Regions from separate parts of the Mus musculus genome. Here region 2 is linked to region 1. Evidence: chromatin contacts called from public Hi-C data. All regions are on one chromosome and are shown on one strand. Each heading gives the region's core, a stretch centred on a gene start, on an enhancer-like site or on the middle of the called end of the contact. The rest is flanking DNA. Distances are from core to core; before and after follow the strand shown. Region 1 holds the start of Rpl35 (ribosomal protein L35). Region 2 has its middle 140 kb from the start of Ppp6c.

Region 1 (6,778 bases), core at 1,691-4,190:
CCGTCGCCCGCCCACTTCCGGGATGCGCCGGAACCGGAAGCTCTTGTGGGCGGAACTGCGCCGTGGGATCGTGGAATGCTGATGAAGTGGTGTCAGGCGTTGCAGCCGTAACTCTGTCCTCTCCGAAGCCGGGCTGCTGGTATAGCCAGCGCTTCTGTCCGCTCCGGAGGAAGAAATCTTAGAGCTAAGGGATGGCAGGGAGTGACGCGCAGTGCCGGAGTCTCTTAAGCACTGACCCACAAGAGGACCCACTTTGTTAAAAGTAAACGGCTTTAAAGGCGTTGATGTGTAACCCAGGGGCTGGCAGGACGCTTGATAACATCCTTTCTTGAGGATGTAACGACTCCTGCGGGCGTTCCGAAAATTAAAGAGGATTCTGTGGCCACCTGTACTCCTGACTGAAGAGGCATATTTTAGGAGGCGAAAGCTGCAGAATCCCCAGGATTCTTTCTATTTCAGACGTAGGCTAAAATGAATCTTTTCTTGTAACTATATGAAAACTATTTAATAAAAAATATTAAAAAAAAAGAAAACTATTACATTTTAACCTAGTAGAACTCGAGCAAAAAAAATTAGGTGAGACATGGTTTTGCTCCTGCTACACATAGCGAGTAATGTGGCACATGCCTTATTCCAGCCCTTAGGAAGCAGTGGCAGGGGGTTCTTGTGAGTTCTAGATAGTTTTGACTACATAGTTCTAGATCAGCCAAGACTACAGAGTGAAACCCTGTCGGGAAATTTAAAAAAGAAAAAAAGTGCTATTCTTGGAGACCTGGGTTCAGTTCCCAGCATCCACATAGCAGCTCACAGTGCTCTGCGACTCCACCTCCAGGGAGATCCAGTCACCTCTGCCGGCACAGCACATACATGGTACATGTAAAATTTAAAAATGTAAGGGCTGTCTTAATTACATCAGGGATGGCAAAGTACAGTGCCTGTAAGTTTTTTGTCTTCAAAGATGGGGAATGTAATTGGGAATTCAAAAATATTGTGAATCCTGGGTTTAATCCTAGCACTACAAAAAATGTCCAGAAATATGATGTATATTTGTAACTCTAGTAGAATCCTGGTCATCTTTAGACTTCCATTTAAAACTAATCCACACTCGGTTCATTTCTCCTTATCCCATTTACAAAAGGCTTATTCATTCTATCCAACCAGTATCCCCATCCTGGGCCTGAAAAGCATTAAACCCTCAGAGACCTTCAAGACTGGCTCTGGAAACAGGCACACAAACACATGGCTTAACTCAGCTTGGTACTTAAGAGCACTTAGGATACAAGGGTACGCTGCTACACTTGGGATGGGAGGTGACTAAAAAATGTTCATTACAGTACCTTTTTTGTTTTTTTGGTTTTTGGTTTTTTGTTTTGTTTTGTTTTGTTTTGTTTTCTCGAGACAGGGTTTCTCTGTATAGCCCTGGCTGTCCTGGAACTCTGTAGACCAGGCTGGCCTCGAACTCCGCCTGCCTCTGCCTCGCGAGTGCTAGGATTAAAGGCGTGCGCCACCACGCCCAGCTTTCATTACAGTACCTTGAGTACCTCTTCTATCAGCATCAAGTCATGAACAATTGAGAAACTGCTGGAAAAATGGGCAGCTGCTGAATGGAGCTTGGCAAAGAAAGGGCTCCAATTGGTCAGTTTGGTCAACTCATCACACAAACCCAACATCGTCTGCTTTGTTCTGATCTAGATGCTAGCGGTCTGTCTGGGACTGTAGGCAAAGGGTCATGTGCACTTTAACCATGTTATAATTTCCCCAATCTTTACATATCAGGTCTTGGCTGGGAGCTTTGCAGGTTTTCAGTTTAGTTCCTCTAATCCTCAAAGATACACTAACCGGAGACGCGAAGGGACTTGCCAAGATATAAACTGGTACTAGCAATAAAGCAAGACTCTGTTTCGGAGCTTTTATTTATTCTTGTATCAGTGCCGGGAATGCACACAGCTTTGTGCATGCCAGGGAAACACTACCACGGAACTAAGCTACCAGCACGATTTGGAATCTCTCTGGAGACGGTTTCATTAATATATCTTGGTGTAATAAAGAAGGCTTGAACTCCGGATCCTCCTTTTCCACTGCCTGGGCGCTGTGACACCGTGCCCAGACCTAAAGCAATAATCAGAAATCCCACAAAAGTCTGGGGATGAGATTTGTACTACTACATACCATCTCCGCAAATTCTTGCTGGATGACTTTATTGTTACCCTTGCCAGGTGGTGGCGCACTTTGGATACCAAACTTGGGTACAAAACAAGTCCAGGAGATAGGTAGGTAGGTAGGTAGATAGATAGATAGATAGATAGATAGATAGATAGATAGATAGATAGATAGATAGATAGATAGATAGATATGGAGGCCTTGTATTTAAAAAAGAAAAGAAGAAAAAAAGGATAGCGAGATGGTTAGGTCGAACCTGACCACTTGCGTTCGACGTTCGAGCGCCGAACAGTGGAAGAAGAGAACTCCCACAGGTTGTTCTCCAACCTCCATGCTCGCTGGCTCTCTCACATACACTTGCGAGGCATTGTGGCACTTGTACTGTCAGCATTAGGAAGCGATTTAGAATAAGACCTTGTCTCAAACTTTTAAAGAAAACCCTCACACCTCATGCCCTCCGCACCCTGACACCACCCGCGGCTAGCTCAGCCCCGCACAGACCAGAGAACTTCAAGCTTCCGAATAAAACCGAGGGAACAGAAGAACTGCAGCCTTCTCTGCGCTGCCTCCAGCCAGCCCGGTGTTGCTCATCGCGAGACTCAGTTTCCCCAGCTGGGTCGCTTAGAGACCAGCCAACCTTAGGAAGGCAGGACTTCCGGGAAGCGGAGGGCACCACGGCCGCGGCTGCGCAGGGGCGGAGCGGGCCTCCCAAACCGCGACGCTATTGGCCGTGCCCGGCGCCACCCGGCAGTAGTTGAGGAAGTCGGCCCCGCCCTTTCCTCTTTCTCTCGAACCAGGCTGCTTCAGCCGTGAACAACGCCGAAATGGTGAGGCTGCGGGAATCGGGTGCCATCGGTCGCCGGGGACACGTGGGGACAGTGGCGCGGGGCGCGGGGCGGACGGGGGGAACTCAGAGAGCAGCGGGGGCCGGCTCAGGCTGCCCGCCCTCGCTTACGCCGCGGCCTCTGGCGCACCGTCCCTCCTGGGTCGGCCGGGGACGAAGCGGGAGCTCCGTGACCCATAGAGTCGCTCCTCATTGCAGGCCAAGATTAAGGCTCGGGACCTGCGCGGCAAGAAGAAGGAGGAGCTGTTGAAACAACTGGACGATCTGAAGGTGGAATTGTCCCAGCTTCGGGTCGCCAAAGTGACAGGCGGCGCCGCGTCCAAGCTCTCCAAGATGTAAGTGGGCCTTGAGGTCCCAGCTGGGTGCTTCCCCTTCCCTGCCTTGGCCCCTTGAGCCATTTCCCCTCGACTGTCCTTGGCCAACTACTGTGGTGAGAGAATAGGGCATTCCTTGAAGGGCCATGGTGGTGCCGCCTCACATGGGTTGTAGTACGGCTGGAAGCAAGTGGTGACGACAAGGGAGGGAAACTTGAAAAGAGACGCTGAGCCCATGTGTTCCAGTCACGAGTTGATCTCTTATCACCATGACTAAAATCAGCTGTTCGTGGCCTCTGCCTGGCTTCAATGTCCTCTCTTCACACCTGTTCTCTTTTCTCCAATTTGTGATTCCTTACACTGAACTAGGTAACTTGAAGGCATGGTCTCAGTCTCTGGCCTTTGGGATAAGTTCTTGGGCCAAATCTGCATTAAGTGTCCACGTCTATCTGTTGACAAACCTGTCCTTATCTCTAGATTTCCCTCCTGGGTGGCAGAAATGAGGGCCTTGTGTTGGAGGGGTTAATGTGCCTACCTGATCTTCACTGCCATCTATTTTTATAGACGAGTCGTTCGCAAGTCTATCGCCCGAGTCCTCACTGTTATTAACCAGACTCAAAAAGAAAACCTCAGGAAATTCTACAAGGTGAGCACTGGCCAGGAACTGTTGTGGAAAGGGTATAGGGTACAAGGGACTGGAGGACTGGGCCTCAGTAAGCTCCCATTATGTGGCTGAGTTTGCCCAGTTACCAGCTTCCCGAACTGACAGGAGTTCTTGGTGTCAAAGGGTCAGATGTGGCTGGTCAGGGTGGCGCAAGCCTTTAATCTCAGCACTCAGAAAACCAAACCCAAAAAAAAAGTCGGATGTGAGGGTGGACTGGACACTAGCTTTGAACTCAGCTGTGTGGTAGTTGTTGGGTTAGATTGCTTTGTTAGAAGATGGAACTGGAACCCTAGCCTGAGGCAAAGCTAGCTGTTCAGGGTGTCTGTCTCACAGCCAAGCACCTGCTGTTGCAAGGCTTGGAAAGGTTGCGTTGCCCAAGGACACCCACAGTTGCTAAACAGCGACCCCCAAAAGCTTCTCTTTGGAGCCATATCATGAGGACATTAAGGGTATTGCTGGGATAGTTACAAGATGTTTGTTATGTTAGTGTTGTCAGGCAGTGGTGGCACACGCCTTTAATCCCAGCACTTGGAAGGCAGAGGCAGGAGGATTTCTGAGTTCGAGGACAGCCAGGGCTACACAGAGAAACCCTGACCGGGGGTTGGGGGGAAACGTTCATGCTTTCAAACTCACATGCTGTGCTAGGAATTTACTTCCTTTGACCATGGCTGGTCTCCGGAAGAATTGGGGTAGGGGGAAGCTGTGTCATTTTATAGTTGAGGCCATCAGGTGGAGTCTTTTACTCAGTGTTGGGTCTGGCTCATCACAAAGTATGACTTCACTGCCCACAAGGGACTTTTTTTTTTTTTTTTTTTAACTTAGGCGGGTCTGAAGTTCGGTTTCTGAGATGCTGGGGCCCAGACACCCATCACTCAGCCTGCTGAGTGGTGTAGGACGCTTACCTCACCCCTGCGCAGTGGCGTTTGAAACTGTTTGTGCTTCACTGCTAATGCTGACATGTGTGGCCTTTCAGCTCATGTGGCTGGAGGTGGAGGCTCTTTATTTAGGTGGTGCTTGGGATTAAGCCATGAGGCAAGTGAGTGACCCTGCCCTGAACTACCTCCAGTCCACAAGGAGCCGGGGTAGGAGTTCTGGGGGGTTGCTTTCTTTTAGACCAGGGTAGCCTAGAACTCCCAGAGGCCCTCTGCCTCTAACTGGCCGGCTCGCAACAGTTGGGATTGCAGGCATCCTGGTGTGTGAACTCTTAAGTGTTGAGCTTTGTAGTCTGTCCACTCTGTTGTAGAATGAACAGTAGATGGGTGTGTTTGGTGACTGCTCAATGGGCAGAGCTCTAAGTGGGTGAATGAACTTGACATGGCTGAAGGCCTATCTGATGTGGCTCCATGTCCCCGCCCATCCACCCACCTTATCCTACAGCCCTTCCTAGGGTCCTGCAGAAGTGTGGTGCGTGAGGATTGAACCTGTTGTGCCTACCCCTCTGCAGGCAGAAGGAGGTCCTCATAGGAACCCCAAACCCCAATTACACTGTTGGGTTTTTGTTGTTGTTGGTTTTTTGGGGGGTTTTGTTTGTTTGTTTGTTTGTTTGTTTTTTGAGACAGGGTTTCTCTGTGTAGCCCTGGCTGTCCTGGAACTCACTTTGTAGACCAGGCTGTCCTCGAACTCAGAAATCCCCCTGCCTCTGCCTTCTCCCAAGTGCTGGGATTAAAGGCGTGCGCCACCACTGCCCAGCCCAATTACACATTTTTAAAGGCTTTGCATGCCCTGCTTTTCAGCAGGCTGCTGGGAGCTTGCTTTGAAGCCTGTTGCCTCTTAAAATTCTTGATGGGGCTGCTTCTCACCATGTAGGGGTCTGACCCACAGGATCTGGTCCCTGAGGGTGGGTACTAAGGGACTGTTTTATTTTGGAACCCTTGGGAAGGGCTAGGACACAGAGGAAGATGAGAGCTCCCTTAACAGCTCAGGGTCTTACTTGTGTCTGGGTGACTTTGACCAAGCCCTGGCCCATGTTGCCTAGAGCATTATGAGCCATGCCTGGTGGGTCAGCCGTTTCATTGTAACCACCACAGGGCCTGATCTGTGTGAAGTGCCCTTTCAGTTGTGCTAGGACTTTGTACTTACTCGCTGGTGGGTGGTGCATAGGAAAACTGAAGTTCAGCCCCTCTGGCTCTTGTAGTCTTGAAATTAGGGGGTTGGCTATGCAAATATTAGGCCTGCCAACCTCTGCTAACCTTATTTGACGGCCCCCAGCTGAAAGGCTCTGAATGTCCTACCATTTGCTCAGAGAAGTCCCATGTTCTCATTTGCTTCAGCATCTTCCCAGGAGCCCCTGGTGCTCAGACTCACCCTGTCATTTCTGTCCCAGGGCAAGAAATACAAGCCCCTAGACCTGCGACCCAAGAAGACTAGAGCCATGCGCCGCCGGCTCACCAAGCACGAGGAGAAGCTGAAGACCAAGAAGCAGCAGCGGAAGGAGCGGCTGTATCCTCTGCGCAAGTATGCAGTCAAGGCCTGAGATGACAACGACAATAAAGTGCGAGACTGACTGGCTTTCTGCTTCATGTTTTACATTGGCCGCCTGGGGCTGGTTGGGCGAGGTGGGGGGCCAGGTGACCACTTGCCTACAGCAGATAACAGCCTTGTTATGGAGTAGGATAGGGTAGTCCCTGCTGCAGAGATCTGGTGGCTGCTTTCTTAGTTACCTTAGGCCTGTGCGTAAGCTACATGGGAGAGGTTCTCGACTTTGAGCAGACTTGTCATCTTGTCACAGCAGCCCCTGACACTAAGAGTTTGCCATCTGGGGTGAAAATGCAGGCATGGGCCACATCCAGCATGCCC
Region 2 (6,750 bases), core at 435-2,934, 370 kb before region 1:
CCTGGGTACTTGGAGACAGTATTCTATTGGACTAGACAGAAGACACTAGTCTGAGTTGTCCAGGGATATTCAGTACCCTGGCTTCCCTAGCATTGATAATATGTTTGAAAGTCCTTTGTTTGGACTTTTTCCAGGTTGAGGGGTGAGCATGAATCTCACTGGACATCAAGTGTGCCTTTCCTTATGACTAAGATTGGGCTTCCTTTTGAGACAAGAAATGTTCTTGTGATGAGGGTGACTCAGATTTCTTCCTACTCTCAGACGAGCAAACTAAGGCAACTACGTGAAAAGACACTGCTCAGGTGCAATAAACTCTTGCTTCCACAAGGTGGCACCCCTGATCTAGTATGCACATCCTCATTTCTTCAGGAGACGCGCATGGCGACATTTGGCCAGAAGAGGTCGCAGCAACACCAGCCTTCTGTTTTCCTGCTTGCTGAATGAGACTACCACTAAGTGGCAACCACCCTAATGGACAGCAGAGGGCTGTGGTCAGAATGGAGTCATTTAATTTAAGTCCTGTTGCTACTATGAATTAGAAGTTGACATAAGGCCCTATTCCATCATTATTATGGTGAAGATTTTTGTTGATATTAATATAAACACTATTATGTGAGTGTGGTGTGTGTGTGTGTGTGTGTGTGTGTGTGTGTGTGTGTGTGTACTTATATAAGAATAAAAAAGGCTGAGAGAATTCATTTTACCTGAAGATAGTATAACACTTAGGAAAACCCCAAGGATCTCATGAAAACTCCATTATCAACATCAAGGAAAGTTTTCAAGCTGATTGACCATTAATTATTATGCATGAATTGACGAAAAAAATGAAAGCAAAAGCATATGCTAATGAATACTGAACAAAAAGACTAGATGTATATTTAGTTCTTAAATTTATTTTTGTTTTACTCAGTGTGTGTGTGTGTGTGTGTGTGTGTGTGCTACTATGTTTCTTGCAGATACATAAAAGCATGACTGTCTCTGTGACACGAACAAAATTAAACTGCACTAAGAGATGAAGAGAAATGATAGGAGAGGTGAGAAAAGGGAGGATAATAGTGTGTGTGGGGGGGGTGAATATGCCCAGCATACAGCAATACTTATATGAAAATTACACACACACACACACACACACACACACACAAGTATGCAGTAGCAGCAAAGCATTCCTTAGGTAAAAGAATTTGCTGTACCCTATAGGAGAAACAACAGTATGAACTAACCAGTACCCCCAGAGCTCGTGTCTCTAGCTGCATAAGTAGCAGAAGATGGCCTAGTCGGCCATCACTGGGAAGTGAGGTCCTTTGGTATTGCAAACTTTATATGCCCCAGTACAGGAGAATGCCAGGGCCAAGATGCAGGAGTGGGTGGGTAGGGAGGGCGGGGGGGGGGGGGGGGTAATAGGGAACTTTCGAGATAGCATTTGAAATGTAAATGAAGAAAATATCTAATTTTTTTTAAAAAAGGAATTTGCTGCTGCACAAGAATAATGCCTGAATTCAATCCCTGGGAGCCGTGGTGGAAGCTAACTGAAAATTGTGGTACACAATACATGCAGATACACACGCATACAATAACAGATAAAAACTTTGAAAATTAATAAGCATTTGCATGTGGAGGACCAAGTGTCAGGAGCTGGAGATGGGGCTCCCCTCCAATATTCACTTGCCCCTAAAAGCCCCAGATCACAGATTAGGCCAGGCTAATGTATCCTAGAGTGTGGCAGACAGATGATAGACAGACAGACAGTTGTGTATGTATGTGTGGCAGAGGCCACACAACTATTTAAAAATATGGAATTGCTGGTCATTTCGTTTAGTTTTAAGACCTGTCCTGACCCCTAACAAAGCAGGCAGTGGCCGAGACAAAGCCTCCAGCCAGCAGAATGAGTCAGGTTCACTGTGGGTTGGAATGCTGGGTGCTTGCTGCCTGCTCATGAGTCTGCGCGGTCACAGCCTGTCTACTGTGCTCCTCGTATTCTGTGAAACCCCCTGTTGTCGTGGAAATCCGGGTAAAGCAAGCAAGAACTTTTGTACAAAATACTTTATCAGGAGTCTCAGGCTTCTCCAGCTTCCTCAAAGAAGGGCTAAAGCCCTTTAGGGGTATCTAATAATCTTGTATGTAATAAATGGGGAGGGGTACTTGGCTCAATTAAAAGAGCCAAAGCCACTTTAGGTGATTTTAAATTTGTATCTTCAAAAAACAGAAATTTCCTCTTTGTCCTCTGAAGTGTCATGAAATGAAAACAATTTAATAAATAAAGCTGCCTTCTCATCGTCTGAGCCTTTGCTCTATTATTTTTATCTTTTATCTTCCTGTGTGTTTTGGAGTCAACTGACCAGTTTTATCAAGAAGTTTGAATTACAATTTAATCAACTTTATGCTGTGGATCTAAGCAATATCCTGCCAAACTGTACATCCCAAACTCATCAGTATGAAACTCACTCTGCCCTGGTAGGCAATGGTTGATTTCTAACGTTTTACCTACATGTTCCCATATCTTTAAACTTAGAGAAACTTAGCAGGGTTCTTTGTTGTTGTTGTTGTTTGTTTGTTTGTTTGTTTGTTTGTTTTGAATGAAATTAAAGAATTTCTCTAAGCACTTCAGCAATTCCTTGGAGGAATCAGAATGCAGAAGCAGACCTCTCTAAAGGCTTAAGAAAAAAAGTAACACAAGTTGCCAGAGCTGTTTGGTGACCTCAGTGCCACCAACAGAGATAGTGAAGCATCTGTCCTTCCTTGTCTAGTTTGCCAGCAGGCCAGAGCAACAGGCTTCAGTCAAAACCCAGGATATAGTATCCAGAGAAGTGCAGCAAGGAACTCAAATGTAATCCCCGACTCAGAGAATGTGGTACCTGAACAGAGTGGAATTCTACTCAGCCACAAATTGAAATGGTGACGTTTGCTCAGCAGTGGATGGAATGAGAAAATAGGTGAAATGTTCCAGGCTCAGAAAGGCACAGGCCAACACCTCCTTCTCATAGGGCTAGCCACTTCTTGTCTCAATGTATGTAGTCACTTCAGCTTTATAGCTAAGAAACAAAATGTCTCAGAGTCTCATAGCCGGACAGCAGTGCTCAATCTTGATTGGTCCAAGAGAAGTCAGTTCCCTGTAGAATTATTTTCCTCTCTGAGTAGGCATCTGACCTCAGAATGACATGGCTGGAGTCATGCAGTACATTTGCTGAGTTAGAGGAGAAAAGAGATCGTCTATGCAGCTGTGTGTTAAATATTCTGGAGCACCGTTAAAGAGTATTAGGTGGCCCTTTACACGAGAGGGTGGGAGGGAGACTTGTAAGGAGGACCAGTAGCTTGAATGAGCATCAGTGGATTGGCTGATGTTATCTAAGTGTCCCAGAGCAGTTCTCCTTTGTGGGTGGATCGGCCATTTCTTTGGGCTCTCATTTTGTGTCAAGGGTTGAGGTGGATAATCTATGTAGGATTCAGGAACCACTCCTCTTGGCTCCTTGGTGCACCCTATCTCTCCGTGGTCTCTTTCAAACTCTCCTGTTTTTCTCCTTTCTTCTCTGTGTTCGTCCTCATCTTTCTTTCTGTCTCTCTAGTGAAAGTGTTATGGAGTTTGCTTAGATCCAACAATACTCAAAACACCAGGTCAGGTCAGATGACAAAATTTATGTAATCAAGCTGTTACTGATCAATTAGGGCTGCAAAACAGGCTTGAGAGCTTGACTGCAACCTCAAGTTAGAATATCACAGAGCACGTGAGCTTGAAAATCAAAAACATCTTTGCCAAGTTATTGTATTTCATCACCAATTAGGATTTATGAATAAAGGCTTTACTTATGTGGTTGGTCTATGTCACAGGTGACATACATGCAGAATGTAGGTTTTACAGTACAACCAATCAAATCCATTTGTTCATTTGTAGTTAGGAACAGTCATTATGTTTTGGGGAACAAGGGATGAATAACAGGAGCTGTTCAGCTTTTGAGAAGTCCTCAGCTCCCCTAGGACCTGGGACCTGAAACTTAATTTCCCCCTATAACTAAATAGAGTCTGAAAACAAAATGGCAGTCCTTAAGGTACGTTTCTTTTGCTTGTTCCCAATGAAAGGAAAGACTCCCTTAGCAGGTATCTGGTTTCAGCTGTTCTTGTTCTGCTTTAAGAAATTTCAGTCTGGGCTGGAAAGATGGCTCGGCCGGTAAGAGCACTGACTGCTCTTGAGAAGGTCCCGAGTTCAAATCCCAGCAACCACATGGTGGCTCACAACCATGAGTAAAGAGATCTGATGCCCTCTTCTGGTATGTCTGAAGACAGCTACAGTGTACTCACATATAATAAATAAATAAATCTTAAAAAAAAAAAAGACATTTCAGTCTGTATGCCTTTCTCTTAACGAAGATCAACACTTGCTGAGAGAGTTGGCTCTTTTCCCACTTGCTGTGGCCTGAGGAAATTGTTAGGATCCTATTCTGAGAAGCCCTGCAGGAAGATCTCCTTGATGATGGAGTTGGAACGTCCACTCTACTTCTCTGTTTTTGCTCTGGTCCTCTCCTATCTAGATTCTAGGAATTATCTGCTAGAGATTCACACACACCCCAACTCTCTAAATTTCTTAAAATTTTAAAATTTTGTTTTTATTATTTAAAACAAATTTTAAATTTAAATATATTTTGATCATACTCATTTCCTCCCCCAAGTGCCTCTAGATCCTCTCCCCTTCCATATCCATCCAACTTTAAGCTTTCTCCAAGAGCTAACAAAAACTCAATACAACAAAATCCTCCAAAACAAACAAAAATAAATAAAAATAATACACACACACACAAACTCTGTGGAGTCCTTTATATGTTGGTCAATGATTTATGAACACGAGGCCCTCTCTAGAGTAGTTGATATACCCAGTGTCACTCTATTGTGAAAATCTGACTTTCCCTCTTCCAGCAGGTATAAGTGGCAGTTCAGTGGTTAACCTTTATCTAGTGGATAGTTTTCATTTATTCATTCATTTAAAAACTATAACAAAATAAAATATAGTAAGATAAAACAAAAACATCAAAGTTGGACAAAATAAACAAAGTAAAAGAGCCCCCAAGAGAAGGAACAAGAATCAGAAGCCTACTCATTCACACACTTAGGAATACCATGAAAGCACTAAACTAGAAGCCGTGATAAATATGCAGAGGACTTGGTGCGTATGCGGGCCCTGTGCTTGCTGTTTCAGTCTCTGTGAGTTTGTATGCGCTTTGCTCATGTTGTTTTAGAAGGCCTTGTTCTAGTATCCCCATCCCCTCTGGCTCTTACACTCTTTCTGCTTCCTCTTCTGCCAGATTCCCTGAGGGAAAAGATTTGATGGAGACTTAGTGTTCCATCAAAGTTTCTCTCTCACTCGCTCACTCTGTGTGTGTGTGTCTGTGTGTGTGTGTGTGTGTGTGTGTGTGTGTCTGTGTGTCTGTGTGTGTCTGTGTGTGTCTGTGTGTGTCTGTGTCTGTCTCTCTGTCTCTCTCTCTGTCTCTGTGTATGTGTGTATAATGTCTGGCTGTGGGTCTCTACACTTGTTCCTGTCTGTTGCAGAAGGAAGCTTCTCTGATAATAACACTGATTAAGAGTATAACAGAAGATCATTAAGAGTCATTAAAAACCATGGTTTTTGCTGCTATTTATTTATTTATTTATTTTTATAGACCAGCAGTATTCGATTTTACCCTAGATCCCCAGATTACCTAGCCTCAAGCTCTTGGTCTCATAAGCAGTGTCATCTTGTGGAATGGGCCTTAAGTCAAATCAGTTATTGGTTGGTTTCTTCCACCATTGCCTTAGCAATCTTGCAGGCAGCTCAGCATTGTACATCAGAGGGCTTGTGGCTGGATTGTATTTGTTTCCCTTTTGGTAGCATGCAGAGTACCTTCCTGTGTTATTAGACGCGTTCTCACGACCGGCCAGGAAAGACGCAACAAACCAGAATCTTCTGCGGCAAAGCTTTATTGCTTACATCTTCAGGAGCCAGAGTGCAAGAAGCAAGAGAGCAAGAAGCAAGAGAGAGAGAAAACGAAACCCCGTCCCTCTTAAGGAGAATTCTCCTTCGCCTCGGACGTGTCACTCCCTGATTGGCTGCAGCCCATCGGCCGAGTTGACGTCACGGGGAAGGCAGAGCACAAGTAGTCATAAAACACCCTTGGCACATGCGCAGATTATTTGTTTACCACTTAGAACACAGGATGTCAGCGCCATCTTGTAACGGCGAATGTGGGGGCGGCTCCCAACATCTCCCCCTTTCCTTTTAATAAGAGCAAATAGGCCACCCATATTAATGAGAGTGGAGATAGAGGTCAAATCCCCAGTGTGTAGGTAAAGGAGCCATGTACAGGATTAGCTCTTAGGCTTACAGGCTTTTACCCAGAGCAACCCTGACCTGCTCCCGTGTCGTTTTGCCTGGGGGAAGGGAACTAGGACACTGAACCTTCATGAAAGATGACATGTCTCCCTAGAATAGGCTCATATATGCCGCAGAGCCTTTCCATTGCAGTGCTTAGCCTTGCAACTCTCTCGGGCTGCTGAAGCACACTCACTCTATCCCGTGCAATGAGTCTAGCCTCATGGGATATAAGAGCTGAGTGGCCAGCGACCTATTGCCTAAGCATAGATAACCATATATCAGGGGGAGCTCCATGTTCTAGTCCTGCAAGCGCCTGGGCAATAACCACCTTGTCTCTCCTAGTTTAGGCCTTAGGCTTACAGACCAATCAAAGAAGCAACACTAATCCACAGCAAAGTGTATCTCCAAATAATATT

Evidence for each region. Hi-C and Micro-C count contacts between places; a contact is called where the count stands out from the background.
Region 2: a contact with region 1 is called in a Hi-C map of the Ba/F3 cell line, with 6 times the contacts expected there. The contact joins the enhancer-like site here to the promoter of Rpl35 in region 1. A contact is called at or near these places in 5 of 39 promoter capture datasets (the 3T3-L1 cell line, cranial neural crest and embryonic stem cells), 1 of 15 datasets of contacts at CTCF or cohesin (embryonic stem cells), 10 of 484 Hi-C or Micro-C datasets (B cells, the Ba/F3 cell line, the G1E-ER4 cell line and 5 more), 14 of 115 datasets of contacts at active chromatin or transcription factors (embryonic stem cells, large pre-B cells, pro-B cells and 1 more) and 2 of 9 other capture datasets (embryonic stem cells and liver).

Annotation. Positions count from the first base shown.
Region 1 is chr2:39,001,293-39,008,070 of GRCm38.p6, reverse strand. Rpl35 (ribosomal protein L35) reads left to right here and starts at 2,940. Exons shown (of 4, transcript NM_025592.3): 1 at 2,940-2,987; 2 at 3,203-3,339; 3 at 3,883-3,964; 4 at 6,306-6,490. The coding sequence starts at 2,985. The coding sequence ends at 6,455. It overlaps Wdr38 (WD repeat domain 38), which reads right to left. Exons shown (of 9, transcript NM_029687.3): 9 at 6,487-6,777. The coding sequence ends at 6,697. It also overlaps a transcript of Arpc5l not described here.
Region 2 is chr2:39,366,900-39,373,649 of GRCm38.p6, reverse strand. No RefSeq gene overlaps it. Among named protein-coding and RNA genes, the nearest start is that of Ppp6c, 140 kb to the right of the region's middle. Within about 2 kb of position 1,684, at least 5 of the 459 cell types and tissues checked have an H3K27ac peak or open chromatin away from gene starts, as enhancers often do. A contact at or near this core is called in the Ba/F3 cell line and the G1E-ER4 cell line, where this site is marked.